2 separate regions of the Rattus norvegicus genome follow, and region 2 is linked to region 1. The links are chromatin contacts, called in public Hi-C maps. All regions are on one chromosome and are shown on one strand. The core of a region is the stretch at or near the end of the contact, and the rest is flanking DNA. Distances in the headings are between cores, read along the strand shown.

What was found. Hi-C and Micro-C count contacts between places; a contact is called where the count stands out from the background.
Region 2: a contact with region 1 is called in a Hi-C map of frontal cortex, with 1.9 times the contacts expected there. The contact joins the promoter of Rnf144a here to the enhancer-like site in region 1. A contact is called at or near these places in 2 of 12 Hi-C or Micro-C datasets (frontal cortex and liver).

The regions. Positions count from the first base shown.
Region 1 is chr6:48,710,686-48,714,227 of GRCr8, reverse strand. All of the region lies in intron 2 of Rnf144a (ring finger protein 144A), which reads left to right. Among named protein-coding and RNA genes, the nearest start is that of Rnf144a, 36 kb to the left of the region's middle. Within about 2 kb of position 1,542, at least 6 of the 93 cell types and tissues checked have an H3K27ac peak or open chromatin away from gene starts, as enhancers often do.
Region 2 is chr6:48,745,835-48,749,479 of GRCr8, reverse strand. It overlaps Rnf144a (ring finger protein 144A), which reads left to right and starts at 1,303. Exons shown (of 9, transcript NM_001082410.1): 1 at 1,303-1,391. LOC134479352 (a long non-coding RNA gene) reads right to left here and starts at 1,185. Exons shown (of 2, transcript XR_010052554.1): 1 at 729-1,185.

The sequences.
Region 1 (3,542 bases), core at 293-2,792:
GTTAGTCCATAATAGGCTGCTATGTAGGTCTGAATTTGGTGCCTCCAGAATCTATGTTAAGCAAAAGCCTGGAGTGCCTTGCAATTCCAACATTGGAGAGACAGACGTGGGAGAATCTGTGGGCCTTACTGGAGAACCAGTCTAGCAGAATTGCAAGCTCTGGCTTCAGTGAGGGACTCTGCCTCAAACAGCAAGGTGCAGATTGGTGAAGGCACCTGCCTCCTCGCATGTGCACATGTACTTTCCATTTTAGTGCCCCCCGGGACCTGAAATTGGGGCACACATCATGGCTTCACTGCCGGGTGCATTTACAAGGTGTCTGTGGTACAGAGCTGGGTCCCTTTTCTTCTGCATGCCTTACTGTGAGTTAATGTGTGTCTAAAAGTAGAACCACAGAAAGTTCAGCATAGAGTAAATGGTAGAGATCGTTCCGTGCAGGGGTTCCCAGATGTTATTTTGGGAATGGCAGTGTAGCAATCCTTTCCCACAGGTCGTCTTAAAGAAATCTATTCCTTAAAACTAAGTTACAACAACATTCTGCCTAGGCCCAGATTGGAAAAAAAACAAACCTCCCGTGGCCTGTGTTCACCATGGTCTTCTAGCCCGAGCTTCCAGGATAAAGTCAGAATATCCACAGACCCCGCAGGGACTTTTTTACTCTTCACCCCATGTCAGAAGTACAGGAACTCGATACCAGAAGCTTCAGAGCTGGCCAGTGGCTAGAACAGCAGATCTCCAAAGCCCCCTCCAGACCACCTAATGTGCCACAACCAGGCACAGTAGCAGCTCCTTCATGCAAGGCAATTAGGAAATGGTTGGTACATTTCACTTTTATCTCCTACCCACCACACACACACACACACACACACACACACACACACACACACACACACAAATATCTATTTTTGAAAATGTGTGTGTTGTTTGTATGCCTGATGGGTGTTGGGACTGGAGTTACAGATGGTTATGAGCCACCCCTTGGGTGCTAAGTACCCTAGTCCTGGAAGAGCAGCCAGTGCTGTTAACTCCTTACTGCTTCCTTTAAGTCAGCCTCCTGTCAGGACACATCTTGCTCGAGTGGCCCACACTTATTTCAGCCTGGCCAATCCCTACATTCCAAGCTGTGCTGGCCTCTGGTGTGTCCTAGACTTGGGAAGCCTGCCTGGTGTCCAGTAATGGGCACCAGGACAAAAATCCCTGCTGTCTGGGTTGTCTATTTGCTGGTCGATGCTGGGCTTCTCCCTGTTTGTCACAGAGGAGTTGGTTCTTCCCAAGCAGACAGACCACATGCTATTTCTGGGCTGTAAATTTCCAAAGCTGTTTCCCCGTCCACCTCTTCAACCACATGCTGGAAAGAGACGTGTGTTTCCAGCTATAATCGGTACACTTAAATACTGGTTAAATTCAGAGGGAATGAAAAAATCCGTACATCTTCTGACCCTGAACGAAGCTATAAAAATCTGACATGCCCAAAGGTCCTCTGGGGCCTTTCAAAATAAGACGATCCTTTTTAACCTTTTGAGAGGTTATTGGGGGTTTCAGAATAGCACAGACCACATTTAAGGGGTTGTCTGATTCATAGGGGACAGTGTCTGACCACTGAGGAGTCCTGGATGCTCACTGGCAAATTCTTTTCTTGTGCCTACTTTGACAGAGATGAGGTGCTCTGAAAAAAGATCACTCTATTTGCTGGTAAACTGCTCAGGATACCCCCGGCTTTGGGGACCTTGATACCCAGTGCTGGTTCTGTACTTAAAAGAGGTGTGTCACTAGGGAGAAGCCAGAAGCATCCAGTGGAAGGCCATGTAACTCTCTGTTTTTTCGGTCTCATTATTTGATTGTTATATTTTAGACTAGAAGTCATAGTATATATCCCATGGCAGCCTGTGAGACGCAGCCTAGTCACAGGCGACGAAACCGAGGTACCCTGGGCAATAAATGTTCCCTAGGGAGTATGATTTGCAGTTGAGTCTTAAGTCCAAGAGTCTCTTAGACCCAGATTCCCCGTTTCATAGGGTCCTTGGATCTGTTTGATGCTATGCCTGTTAACAGTGGTGTTCACCCAGCCGCTTGGCTTCCCACTGAGAATAAGCATCCGTGCTTCTGAAGATGTGCAGGCATGTGTAGAGGGTTCCCCAGTGCGTGATCTGAAAGCCTTGCAGAAAATTCATACAAAATGGGAAGAGCACAACGTGCTTTCCAGTCACCGCTCACCTCAGCAAGATTCTCAGCATCTCTGAGCCACACAGCTTCCTCCTCCTTTCTTTTCACAGTGTAAAAAGATGTAAGAGATGGCTTAGTGGTTAGATAAGAGCACTTCATGCTCTTGCGGATAACCTGGCTTCAGGGCACCCATATGGTGGATCATAACAACTGTTAGCCCTGGATCCTGGAGATCAAATGACCTCCTCTGGCCTTTGTGGGCACTAGGCACAAGGTGTACATAGAATACTCATATACATATGTTCCTTTTCTAATAACTTGTTGTTACTGGTGGTGGTGGTGGTGGTGGTGGTGGTGGTGGTGGTGGTGGTGTGTGTGTGTGTGTGTGCTGTGTTAGGGATATCATTGTAGAGTTGGTTATTTTTTCACACCTTGACACTCGTACCGTAGATCAGACTCAGCGGCAAGAGCTTTTACTCCTGAGGCCCCTTGCTGTCCCCATAGGTTTAGTCTCAAATGTCAAACATCTAGAGATACCTGTGGTTGAAGACTCTCATCAGTGGTACCTAGGGCTGTGTGGACTAAGTTGGGTTGAAGCAACACCTAAGGAAGCTACTCTTCTCTAGCCCACCAACACATTCCAGGTATCCTCCAGAGACTTGGTGCTGCTCTTCAGTTCTTTGGACTCTACTGTGTCTTACATAGACCTTCTCTTTGCCCAGGGGTCTCTGGAAAGTGAGGGAGTGGCTTTTTGAAACAATATCATGAACAAGACACTTACCTGTCACGTGGCCCCTTTAATGTCCCATTGGCATTGGTGGAGTTTGGACCAAAGAGCCATGGCACAGGGTGTCTTTCACCCTGATTCTGTTTCTAAGCAGCTTTGTGCTTAGTTAATTCAGAGCCACCTCTGAATAGTGTGTCTGGGTTTCAGTGGCACAGCAATCTCATGGAGCGTTTGGACTTAGTGATGTTACAGGTCTCATTGTCCCCTGATATCTGGGAGAATACCTGCAGACACACCCCGAGGACCACCTCTTTGCAGATGCTGTTATTTAAGTTAAAGAAATGTCTTCACTCCCTCCCACCCCCTTTCCAATCTTAGAGCCGTGGATTGTCTTGTAGGTTCTGCAGGCCACCACGCACTCCCCTCCCACCACCCAGTCCCAATCTGTCTGTTTTCGCCAGCTCCATGTCAGATTCTCAGCTTCTCTTCGGGGGTTACAGCCGAGGCCTCTAAACTTGGATGTATCCAGACTGGGGTGTGGGGGTGGGGGTCAGGATGGGGCTCCAGGGACACACATGGATCGCTGGAGGGCTTCTGTCACCATTGCTCTGGAGGTGACAGACCGGAGCATACGCTCCTTTCCCCAGCCACA
Region 2 (3,645 bases), core at 54-2,553, 35 kb before region 1:
GCCAACCAAGCTAGCTGAATTAGAGGAGTTTAGGGTCATAATATAGGGTAGAGAAAGAGAAGTGAACACCCCAGCATTGCCTTTTGGCTTGCACACATACCCACGTACACATGTATACACACATATGTACCCGGGAATGTAGTAGCAGAAAGTAGAGGGTACAGAGCTTTTAATCCTGTTTTAATTCTCCAGGGGAAAACCGGAGAAGTCGAGCGAGTTAGCAAACAGAGGCTCTCCAGTCCCCTAGCCAAAGGGTGCAGTCCTCAGCTGTTTGAGCCCAAAGTGCTTGAGCAGAACATCTTAGGGGAGGGAGGGAGGGAGGGAGGGAGGGAGGGAGGGAGGGAGGGAGGGAGAGAGAGAGAGAGAGAGAGAGAGAGAGAGAGAGAGAGAGAGAGAGGATCAACCTCCCCCTCACGCCCCGCCCCCCCTCGAGCCTTCCCTAGTTAACTCTCATCTCCGGACATTCCCAGAACCTCCCAGAAATATCTTTACCAGATGGGGACCAAGCGTTCAGAACACATGCCTGTGGCGACATTTCATTCTAGCCATAATACATACTCAAAGGGTTCGCCCACTTTTGCACGTTTGACATGAATTTTCAGGAACTAACAGAGGGATTGCAAGAGAATAACTTATGGGAATTCCCATCCACTGGTGGATTTTAGGCGCTAAGAGAAAGAAACAAAATGCTGTGGCTTTTGTTTCACATATACGCCACATATACTCACGGAGCCTTAGCCTCAGGCCCGGGCCCGTTGAGAACTCTTCCATCCATTTGCTTCATCAGAACTTGGGTGAAAAGATGATTCTTTTAAAGTACCCACAGGCAGATCGCCTAGTAGGTTCTGTCAAGTTCAGAGGCTTACTATAATTTGCATAGCCAGACTACAGTAGAGGGTCCCAGATATCCCGCTGAACGATATTCCCAGTTCCTCATTGGTAGGGTCTTTTTTTTTCTTTAACACATTTCTTTGTAGCTGTTGGGACTTGCTCTTCTGGTATTGGAAGTAGGGGTACAACTTCAGGAGGTCTCATTGTACCCCCGAAAGGCACCATAAGGTCAGTAAGCTGACCTGGGTCCTCTGGCATTGGTGGGGGCTGCACAGCTGGTCCTGGTGCATGGACATTAAGGCGCCTCTGAACGGCAGGGGGCGCTGGCGTGCAAACTGGCTCTGCCTCCCGCGCCCGCGCTTTAGTGCGCGCTCGCGCCCCGTCGACCCCACGCGCAGCTCTCGGGGCGCAGGGCGGGGAGGCATAAAGGGCGCTGCGCTGCGGGGCGGGCTGCACGCGGGAGGCTGACGGGGCAGCAGCACCCGCGAGCCGGCACCGGGCGGGGCCATCGCAACCGCGCGCAAAGAGGCCGAGCGGGAGCCCGGACCGCGCGGGACCAGGTGGGTGACGCGCGCGTCCCCTTTGTGTCGGCATCGCCCGAGCGGGCCGCGCGGGACAAGGCTGTGCGGGGCTGGTTTCGGCCCCCTAACCGGTGCTGCCGGGCGGTGACCCGCGGGCTCCGGGGAGGCGATGAGGGCTCTGCTCCTTGAGTCCGCTGGGTGACGGCCGCGTCCTCCTGGCCGCTTGCACTTGGGGATCGCGCGCCACGGAGAAGTCTACAGCCGCAGGCGCGGGATGTGCTGAGCTGGAGTGGCCCGGGTGGGCGGCCGTCTGCAGGCCTTGGGTGGACTCCCGCCGTGACCTGGCCATGGGTAGAGCGAGGGCGTGGGGAAGGTCCGGTCCGTTCTAGACAGTGGCAGTCGCGAGTACCCCGCAGTGCTTAGCCGCGCCTAGCCATGGGCATGGTCCTCTGCTGGCCTCTGGCCCAGGAGTCTCGGTGTCCCTTGCACCTCTCTTTCCTGAGGAGTCCCCTCAGGACTCTCGCATTCCGTGCTCCGCATTGCTCCCGGTTTTCTGCACCGTCCCTGGAGCTCAGAGATTTAATCGCTCCTGCTAACAGAAGGCTTCCTGGCCGCCTCCGTTGCGCGGGAAGAGGCGACTTCTTCACCCTAGGCGGGTCTCTGGTGGTCGTACCTAAAGTTTGCTCTAGTTCTTGTTTGGTCTCTTTTTCAGAGAATGCTTTAAAGTATGCTTATTTTGAACAGTTATCTACAGCCTGCCTGGTGCAGGGTCAAAGGCCACATAACAAGGAGAGCTAGACAAGGCTCTGGGAACCCTTCCCACGGTTCCGTGTATTCCAGTGTCCTAGGATTAGAAGGACAGAACAATTTTGCTTAGGACACTTTTAGGAAGGAAGGACCTTCCAGGAGGGGTGTCTGGGAGACAGGTCCTTCTCCATGACCCTGGCCAGGGTGGTAGTTTAGACTGCTAAGAGATGCATAAAAACACAATAGCAGATGGAAGGAAAGGTGGTTAGGGCGCCCTAGGATAAGAGGGCAGAGACAGGGGCCGTTCTAAAGGAAGAGTTGTGGAATCAGATGACCAGTGGGGCGTAGCCAGGGTGGTGGAAAAAGCACCAGCAAAGGAATGCAGAGTGTGAAGAACCGTTCCCATGGGGTTGCCTCCGTGGCTTCCAGAGAACCAAAGTTTTGTTCCTCCTCAGTGGCACCCGTGGGCTGTACTACTTTTTCTAGTGTCTCCCACAGTTTGGCTTTTATTACATTTTAAAGACTGTTCAGGAAGTATGTGTAGAGGGGATTTTGAATTGGAGGCCAAGACTCTGGACTTGGCCTCTGTTGAGTGGGACTCCTGGGTGGTCTTGAAACAAACAGTAACTACTTCATGCTTCAGGGTGACTGTGGCAGTGTTAAAGGGCCAGGTGCCCCCCCCTCCCCCGTGGGGTTTTAAGTCAGGCACCACCCTTTGCCATACATACCTATTTTGTGTTCCAGGGTTCCATGTGACCCTCCTGGGAAAATGGGTGCATGGAACTCAGTTGGACTAGGAGGGACATTTTCTGGACCCAACACAATTTGAATTCTGGAGTTAACATTTTGATATATTCACTCGTCTTTAGTTTTTATAGTGAGGTTTTTGTAGGCTCTCTAGGGCAGGCTGACCTGGAACTCCTGAGGGAGCCGAACATGACCTTGAACTTTTCCAGTTTGCACCAATGGAGTACTGGAGTGAATGCAATGGACCACTATCATCAGTGTATGCATAACAAGGGGCCTGGTGAATGGGAACGGTAGGCAAATATTCCCCTGAGCTACATCTCCAGCTCCTGGAGTTCATTTTCCTAAAGACATCCCAGTTCTCACATCGGCGCCTCCCACCCCGGTCAAGGGGAACTACTGAAAGATAAATTACTGAAAGAACACGCGGACGGAATTAGACGTCCACAGGCCACAAAGCTGTGGGAGCTATGCTTATACTTTACAGGCGTCTTTCAAAATTCTTGTTTGCAAGCTTGCAGTGCCTGTTTCCAAACTGTTCCTAGACTACGTGGCTTCTCCTGGGGGCCTTATTGTGGCTTTGGAAAAGATACCACACACTGTTTTACCAGTGCTGCCTATGTTCAGAGCTAACGTGCTGTCCTGCTTGCAGCAGTAGGGCCCCAAGCCAGGAGCCACGTTGCCTGACTGAGAGTGCTGTTTTTTCCACTGTGGTTCCTGACTTGGCCTGGCTGCCTCCTTTTGTTCAAACATCTCCTAGAGGCTTTTTTCTATAGGGGCAGGGAGAGCCTTCGAAGCC